2 separate regions of the Mus musculus genome follow, and region 1 is linked to region 2. The links are chromatin contacts, called in public Hi-C maps. All regions are on one chromosome and are shown on one strand. The core of a region is the stretch at or near the end of the contact, and the rest is flanking DNA. Distances in the headings are between cores, read along the strand shown.

Evidence for each region. A called contact is a pair of places that touch in the nucleus more often than the background predicts.
Region 1: a contact with region 2 is called in a Hi-C map of myocytes, with 1.5 times the contacts expected there. A contact is called at or near these places in 4 of 484 Hi-C or Micro-C datasets (embryonic stem cells, forebrain, myocytes and 1 more), 8 of 130 datasets of targeted methods (cardiomyocytes, embryonic stem cells, intestinal crypt epithelium and 3 more) and 2 of 9 other capture datasets (adipose tissue and pancreatic islet).

Annotation. Positions count from the first base shown.
Region 1 is chr19:25,284,374-25,288,443 of GRCm38.p6, reverse strand. The region is part of intron 2 of Kank1 (KN motif and ankyrin repeat domains 1); the gene reads right to left. Among named protein-coding and RNA genes, the nearest start is that of Kank1, 49 kb to the right of the region's middle.
Region 2 is chr19:25,235,251-25,239,252 of GRCm38.p6, reverse strand. It overlaps Kank1 (KN motif and ankyrin repeat domains 1), which reads right to left and starts at 2,278. Exons shown (of 14, transcript NM_181404.6): 1 at 1,936-2,278.

The DNA of each region.
Region 1 (4,070 bases), core at 859-3,358, 49 kb before region 2:
GGAAATACTATTGAAAATGATTTTCTAAATGCTAATATTCCAGTTTTTGATTAAAAAATATTTTTACAGTGAAAAAAAAAAAAAAAAAGAAAGAAACGCCAGCTCTCTGGCCAATAACAGAAAATGGCTAGACTGGACTCAGAAAACCCCAAACTTTACACATCTTGCCCTCCAGAGGACTCACCTAGGCATAGAAATCTGAGGATCCCCCCATAGGAATGATATATTTAAAGGGATCATTCCCTCAGATTGCCATGGTATTTGGGCTAAATTTCCACTAAATCTATTAGGTATAGTCTATTGTTTTGGGGTTTTTTTTTCCCCTAATATACGTTTGAAAGTAAAGTCAAATCAAAGGAAGGTTTGAATTCATCAAAAGTGGCAAAGAATAATGACAAATTTAGCAACTGACTTTCATTTTCCCCTCACTTGAGCTGTGGATTCAGTTCTTCCTAGAGTTTGGAAGGTTATACCTCTGTTTACATTTATTGGACATCCCACCACACAGGGTCTCAGCATCAGAGGCAATATCCCAGACCGGCCTAAAAACAGCCGAGGTCTCTGCTTCACCGTGGCCCACCTAGGAACTCCTGGGAAACTCTGTGACCTCAATTTCAAAACACATAAGTGAGACTGTGTCACGCAGCCCTCATCGCGGAGAAGTCATGAGGATCAAGAGGCTGAAGTTACTGCTACCTGTGACCCAAGGCCTCAGAGACTGAGGCAGGGGGATAACAACTCAAAAAAGGAAAGGAAAGAAGAAAGGAAGGAAGGAAGGAAGGGAGGGAAGGAGGGAGGGAGGGAGGGAGGGAGAGAATGAAAGGGAAAAAGGAAGTATTGAAGGAAAAAAAAGCAATCAAAAACAAAACAAAACAAAAAACTTGCTGTCCTACAGCAAGCAGGCCTCAGTGTCCAAAAATAATTTTATTATATTTTATTAATATTATATTTTGGGTTTGTTTTTGTTTTTTCAAGACAGGGTTTCTCTGTATAGCCCTGGCTGTCCTGGAACTCACTTTGTAGACCAGGCTGGCCTCGAACTCAGAAATCCACCTGCCTCTGCCTCCCAAGTGCTGGGATTAAAGGCGTACGCCACCGCCCGGCTTAATATTATATTTTATTATAAACTGTTCAGTTATAAATGCTCCTGAACACACCTGAGTCCATAGAGGACAAGGGATGCAAACATCTAAAGTGCTTTTTACATGAAGCACCCGTAAGTAATGATTTAAAAGGACAGAGAGAAGAACAAAGCCAGCTACAAATAGCTCGTTCTGGGCTGGATCCTAAAAAAAAAAGTAACAATACAAACAAACAAACACAAACAACACAACCCACAAAAAAGTGTGTAAGCCATCCAACTGCACATACTGTGACCAAGAGAAAGCACCTCCTAAGACTTTCCTTACCGACCCTTTAACTGACAGTGAGGGAGAAGCCAGGGCAAGATACAGGGCAGATTAGCCAAGGATGGGACTGGAAGATTTTTTTAAAAAAATGAGATCTTGGCTGAAGTAGGAGACAGGCAACATTCCAAGTTTCTTTGACTTCATTCAGTGAGCCTTTTCCTTCCTTCTTGTGGTTAACATTATAATGCTTAATATTATAATTAGAAGACCAAAGCACCATTTACAAAGACGTCGCTTCAGGATCTTTCACACTCATACTGGGTAGCTGCAAGTGGGGCTCCATGCCTTTAATTCCAACACTCAGGAGGAGTTTAAAGCTATTCTAGTCTAAATGAGACCCTGGGTTAAGAAAAATAAAAAGTAAAAAAGCTTAAATATACACTGCGTTGATATTAGCACTGTTGTTGAATACTCCTTTCAATGCTGAGGACAGAGGCGTGAACAGGCCTGAACTGTTAATTCACCTGAGCCCAGACCCTTAGCAATCGCATAGCCCCAATCTGTTCTTCAAGCAGGGAAGAGCCCGTTCCTATCTCAGGGCCTTTGCAAATGTCCCACAGTTATGCCTCAGAGCACCTATCCCAACCTTCACACACAGCAGATGCTATTAATCCTCTGGTGCCAGTCACCTCTCAGGGAATGCTTGTGTGGTCTAGGCTAAGCCATGGGCTCCCATTTCAGGGTCTCTTTATTTATTGCCCATTAGTCATGCTGTCTAGCGTCCTTGTCGCCACACTGCAAGCTGCACAGGGGCTGGCACCATGCCTGTCCTTGGCTGTGCTTCCAAAACCAGGCTCAGGGTCTGGTGCACAGAAGAGAGTGAATTTTTAACAGTTCCATGCACTGTCTTCCAGAGCAGGCAGCTAATTTCAAAGTGCCCGTCAGATTCTCAGGCACGCCATAGTGTCAGAGTGAAGCCTGCCAACAATGGTCTGGTTTCCAGAAAAAGGAAAGATAAGCAGGTATGAGCCTTTTCATTGAAATAGCCAGCAGACTCCAGGTGAAAGAGCCTAAGAACCAGGCTTGAGAGCTGACTCAGCAGCCAAGAGTGTGTGTGTGTGTGTGTGTGTGTGTGTGTGTGTGTGTGTGTGTGTGGAGGGTGTCAGGGGGTGTTGGTGTTGTGCTCTTACAGAGAGTCTGGGTACCTTTCTCAGCACTCACTAACAACCATCTAAATCCAGTCCACAGGATTTGACACTCTGTGGCACCAGGCATACCCAAGGAACACAGACATATATGCATGCAAGTACTCATTAAGAGAAAATAAAAATGAGTAAATCTTGTGGGGTCATGGTGTCACATGCCTTTAATCCCAGGACTCAGGAGGCAGAGGCAGGTGGATCCTCTGTGAGTTCAAGGCCAGCCTGGTCTACAAAACGAGTTCGAGGGCAGCCAGTGCTGTTACTCAGAGAAAGCCTGTCTCAAGAAAACAAAATGAAACTATAAATCACAATAGCCTAGTATATAGAATCTGGTCCTACACCTCATTGTGTAAACTGCTATAGCTCCCAGATGGACAGCCTCATGGGGGTGGGGATGGGGTGGGGGTGGGGTCACACTATGTAGCCCTGGCTTGTCTGGAAGTCAATACAGATTCCAGGCTGGCCCTGAACTCGGGTCTATCCACCTGCATTGCCTCTCCTGTACTGGGATTATCATGAATATTTCTCCATTTCCATACTTCCCAAGGAGTGACATGGCTTTCCCCCATGGACATAAGTCTCTTTCCCACTTTCCCCTTCTGCTCTCCAGAACTCAATTCTCAAGATGCAAGAGACTGAGGAGACTGGACAGGCATGGACTCCTAAAGCTAAGACATCCAGAAGACATCGCTCCAGAGTCAGGGGGAAAGGAGAAGGAAAGTAAAAAAATACAAGCAGCCCAGCGAAAGAATGGAAACAAAATCGGGTAGAAAATGGAAGAAATTGCCAGGCAGTGGTGGGTCACGATTTTAATCCCAGCACTCTGGAGGCAGAGGCAGGTGGATCTGAGTTTGTGATCAGCCACTGAGTTGAGATCAGAACTACAGAGTGAGTTCTAGGACGGCCAGAGCTATACAGAGAAACACTGTCTCAAACAAACAAAACAAAGAAAAAGAAAAAGAAGAAAAGAAAAGAAAAGAAAAGAAAAGAAAAGAAAAGAAAAGAAAAGAAAAGAAAAGAAAAGAAAAGAAAAGAATGAATGCACTAGGATCCAAAGGGAAGGCCACTGCGCTTCCCACCCTAACCCACCAGCTCTCCTGAGTCCAGGTCACTTCCCTGGCTTTAGGAGAAGGTGGGTTATCTGTTCCTGGGGATTAAGCTCAAAGATGATACTGCTTAAGGTCTGCAATTAGGCTCACATTCAGTTGTAGGAAGAAGGGGTAGGCTAGAAACATTGTTAAAAGGCAGGCTCCGGGGATTTTTTAATAAACATTTTAACAGCTTGCATTAAAAAAACAGTTAAAATGGAAACTTCTGCTTAGAGTTATTAATATCTAAAACCAACACTGAAAATTACAGCGGTCACTAACGAAGGCTGTTTATCCCAACTGCTTCGGGTGTGCACGTGAGTGAGCAGCACCCATGTTTCCCAATAGGTTTGCAACTCTGAGTATCTCAAGTCCTATTTGATGGTATCAAGACTCTAACATTCCACATGCACCCACACAAGAAAGCCAAG
Region 2 (4,002 bases), core at 1,029-3,528:
AGAAAAGAAAAAACTACTTTGGAAATCTATTTGACAGTATCATCTAATCTAAACACTAGCTCAGAACTCCTAAACTTTGCTCCTATTCCCAATAGACATGTATGCACATACATGGACTCAAAGTCCCATCCTAAAATGAATTAAGTGTGGTACAGTCTCACAATGGAATACTACACAGCCGTTAAAAGGAATTGTCTCCCCAAACCTTGGCTTTCTCCCCATCTAGACCCTTCCTCTTCCATCCTCCCTTGTAAAAAATGTCTCCTAGTTCCAGGACAGCCAGGGCTATACAGAGAAACCCTGTCTCGAAAAACCAAAACCAAACAAACAAACAAACAAACAAGAAAGATGTCTCCTGAGCTCCAGTACACATAAGATCATCAACCTAGTTTTTGATGTAGCAATGCCTGTAGTTTCTTTGTAGCCAGTTTGGGCAACATTTTTTTTTAGACTTTTTTTTTATATATATTTTTATTAGGTATTTTCCTCATTTACATTTCCAATGCTATCCCAAAAGCCCCCCATACCCTCCCCCCCACTCCCCAACATTTTTTTAAAAAGTACTTTTAGGCACTGGGAGTGGAGCCCAATGGTAAAATACTTATTTAGCAGGACTGAGTTGGAACCCCAGTACTAAAAACAATCCTTGCTTTTAAACTTGAAGGGTCTTTCCCCCCCCCCTTTAATCTCTCTCCTTTGTGCACTTGCAAGCTCTGATTTCTGTAGTCTTTCCTTGTCTCCTGTCGCTCCCCCCAATTCCACCCCCTCCTCCCAACCCCCAACCCACACCCATCTCCAGAACTCACTTTTGCCATAGTAACTCAGTCAACTAGCACGACCTGTGGAGGAGGCAACCCTCGCTCAGAAAGATCACCAAAGGCCCCCGTGGAAGCTAAATGAATTCCCAGCTAAGTGAATGTCTGCACGGGCAGACAGACACTCCTCCATCCTCACCCTTTTTAATCTCCCCAATCAACTGACACACTTTCCCGCAGCCGCCCTGCTCAGCACTTTCCCAAAATTTAGCTGTAAAACAACCGAAGGTTGATTACGTGTCTTCTCACTATCTATCTATCCCTCTTACCCGAGGGAAGAGACAGAAACAGCAGCCGCTCGGTCCCGGAGATGGTTTTTGTGGAGAGGTGGGAGCGTTGTTGATGGCATAATTTTATTATTATATGAAAAGCCAATGACTCATGAATTTTAAAGTATATTGATGTGTATTACATCCAACTTTTAAAATAAAACTTAAATAGATTAAACATTGAAGAGCCCAACAACTTACTGGAGAGCGATGCACGAAATGAGAAACAAGATAACTAAGTACCGCATAAAAGCCAACTCTAACAAACTCGCAATTAACGCAAGGAGGCTTTGGTTCCCAAGTAGCCCAGGTGACAACCAAGGTCACTGATCCGGGGGATTGGCATTCCTGATTAGTCTTGGGCTCTCGGTCTGATTCCATACTTTAATTAGACGAACGGAGAGGCACCTCGGGAGAGAAGTGCAGAAAACAAGCGCTGGGGGACGCCACAGAACATTGCCAACGCGAACAACGAGGCCTGCGCCGGGTCAGCCGCGCGGAGTCAGCTCAGGCCGGACCGCCCGCGAAAAGTTGCCTTTGAAAGTTGCAAAGGGACCTGGTGAGGGGGGATGAGACTCACCAGCTCCGCGGCTCCCGAGCGCGGGGTTTCCCACGTACCTGCGCGACCAAGTGTGCCCCGGGACGCTGCCACCCGTCCTGCTGGACCTGACACTGCAGGTCCTCAGGAACTCAAGCAGGTCCCGGAGCTTAGGGCGGCCCCTAAAGGCCGCACCCACCCCTCCCCCACGCCCAGACCCTGCAACACCAGCTAGGGCCACCTGCCGCTCCGGGACCGGGATAAAGGAGCACTAATCGCCGCTTCCTACTGCCAGAGGGTACACCAATCTTACCCTGGGACGCCTCGGAAAAGGGCGCTGCACTGCACTGCACTGCACTCCGGCTCCGAAAGGACGGCTTAGTATCAAAGGACCAGCGCGCCCCACTCCAGGTCGGGAGGCGCCGCCCCCTCGAGCGCCAGCGGTGATCCCAGGCGACTGCTAGCCAAGGCAACCCCACGGACCTTCCCAGGGCAATCTCAGGGCCAGTGTCGCCGTGCGCTCCAGCACGCGCCAAGAGTGTGAGGCTGGGCACCCTGTTGGCTCAGGGTAGAGTCGGAGTTCAGGCGCCCCAGATCGTCCCTGCAGGGGACAGGAGCGCAGCGTTGCCACTACTCACCTCCAGCGCCGCGAATCTGGAGCTGGCACAGGGCGGGCGGCTCGCGGGGAGGGACCGAGAAGCGCTGGGCGGGGCCTCGGGCAGCGCCAGACTCAAACCCCAGTTACACTAGATCGCGGAGCAGAATCCTGCAGTGGCCGTGCAAGAGTAACTTGCGGCTGCCGGGAGCCACCGAGTGCAGGGACACAAACCGGCTGCAGCTCTAACCGAGAAGTCCGCAAGGCACCGCGCGCTCTTTGTACCCGAGAGCCGGCCGTGGAGAGCCCAGTGCGCCTGCGCGCCGCCGCGACTCTCCTAGGCGCACCTCCACACCACTGGTTCCTACCCGCCCGAGCGACCCTCCCATTCGCCCTGGAGGGGGTTCGGTGCGAGCAAGTTTTCGACCTTGGGAGCTGGGCGCGCCAGGAGCAGAGTAGCACCCTAATAGCGCCTGTTACCGGGCGCCGTTAAGACGTTGGCTTGGGAACCTGAATGGAGTAGGAGACTCGAGGTTTCAAGTCCGCTCTGGAGCCGATGGAAAGTTCCAGCCAACTAGCAAGCCGCAGGGACCTAGATTCATTCCTTCCAGCACTCCTAGCAGAGTGAGGAGTCTGGAGTCCAAACTGACAAGGCCTGGCTACAGGGTGTGGAGCACAAGAAAGAAGTCACTTGTCCCTAAAAGCTTCATCAGAAGAAAGGGCAGTAGATCCACAAGAGATGAGTTGGGAACTGAGGCACAAGTCCTCTTTCAAGAAGATGGCCAAAGACAGAGAGTCCAGTGATCAAAAACAACATAACTGCTGGGGAACATAACAGAAGCCTGGAAGCCGGGCAGTGATGCTGCATGCCTTTGGTCCCAGCACTTGAGAGGCAGAGGCAGGCGGATCTCTGAGTTCCAGGCCAGCCTGGTTTACAGAGTGAGTTCCAGACAGCCAGGGCTACACAGAAAACCAAAAAGAGAAGAAAGGGGGTGGGGAGAAGAGGAGGAGGAAGAGGAGGAGGAGGAGGAGGAGGAGGAAGAAGAAGAAGAAGAAGAAGAAGAAGAAGAAGAAGAAGAAGAAGAAGAAGAAGAAGAAGAAGAAGAAGAAGAAGAAGAAGAAGAAGAAGAAAAAATCTGGAGCGAGGAGGATCCTTTGCTAAATAGCAAGTTCCAGGCCAGGCTGAGCTATATGAAAAATGGGTATTGCTAAAACAACCATAAAGACAGATTTGAAGGTTCTGATCGTCTCGATTGTTTCGTGCCCACTCCACCACACACACACACACACACACACACACACACACACACACACACACACACACAGCACCCCTTCTCCTAGACCAGACTGTTAGAACAAGCAAAAGGCAATGGGTAACAGAGCAAAAGGTCTCCTCCTGGGAACCTCAGTTTCTACATGGGTTAAGAGGGTCCTTGGATTCAGTAGATGGTGTGGGAGACACCACTCATACAGGATAATTCCTGAGAAACGTGCTTACAGGGAGAGGATCGGAACCATGGGATTCCTGTTTTTCAAATGTCCTCACCTGGCTAGCTAGACTGCTCAGTCAGTGGGCTGTAAGTTCAGGAAGACTGGCTGCCTTAGTAAATAAGGTGGGAAGCCGTCCAGGAAGACATCTGACTTCAAGTTCTGGCTTCTACATGCTCACATGAGTATATATGTTCATCTGCACACACTAGTGTGCCTACACATGAACATACATACATACACATGCAAAAAAAATAGTTTGTAATGCCTACCCCTCCAGAATTCCAAGTCTTGACT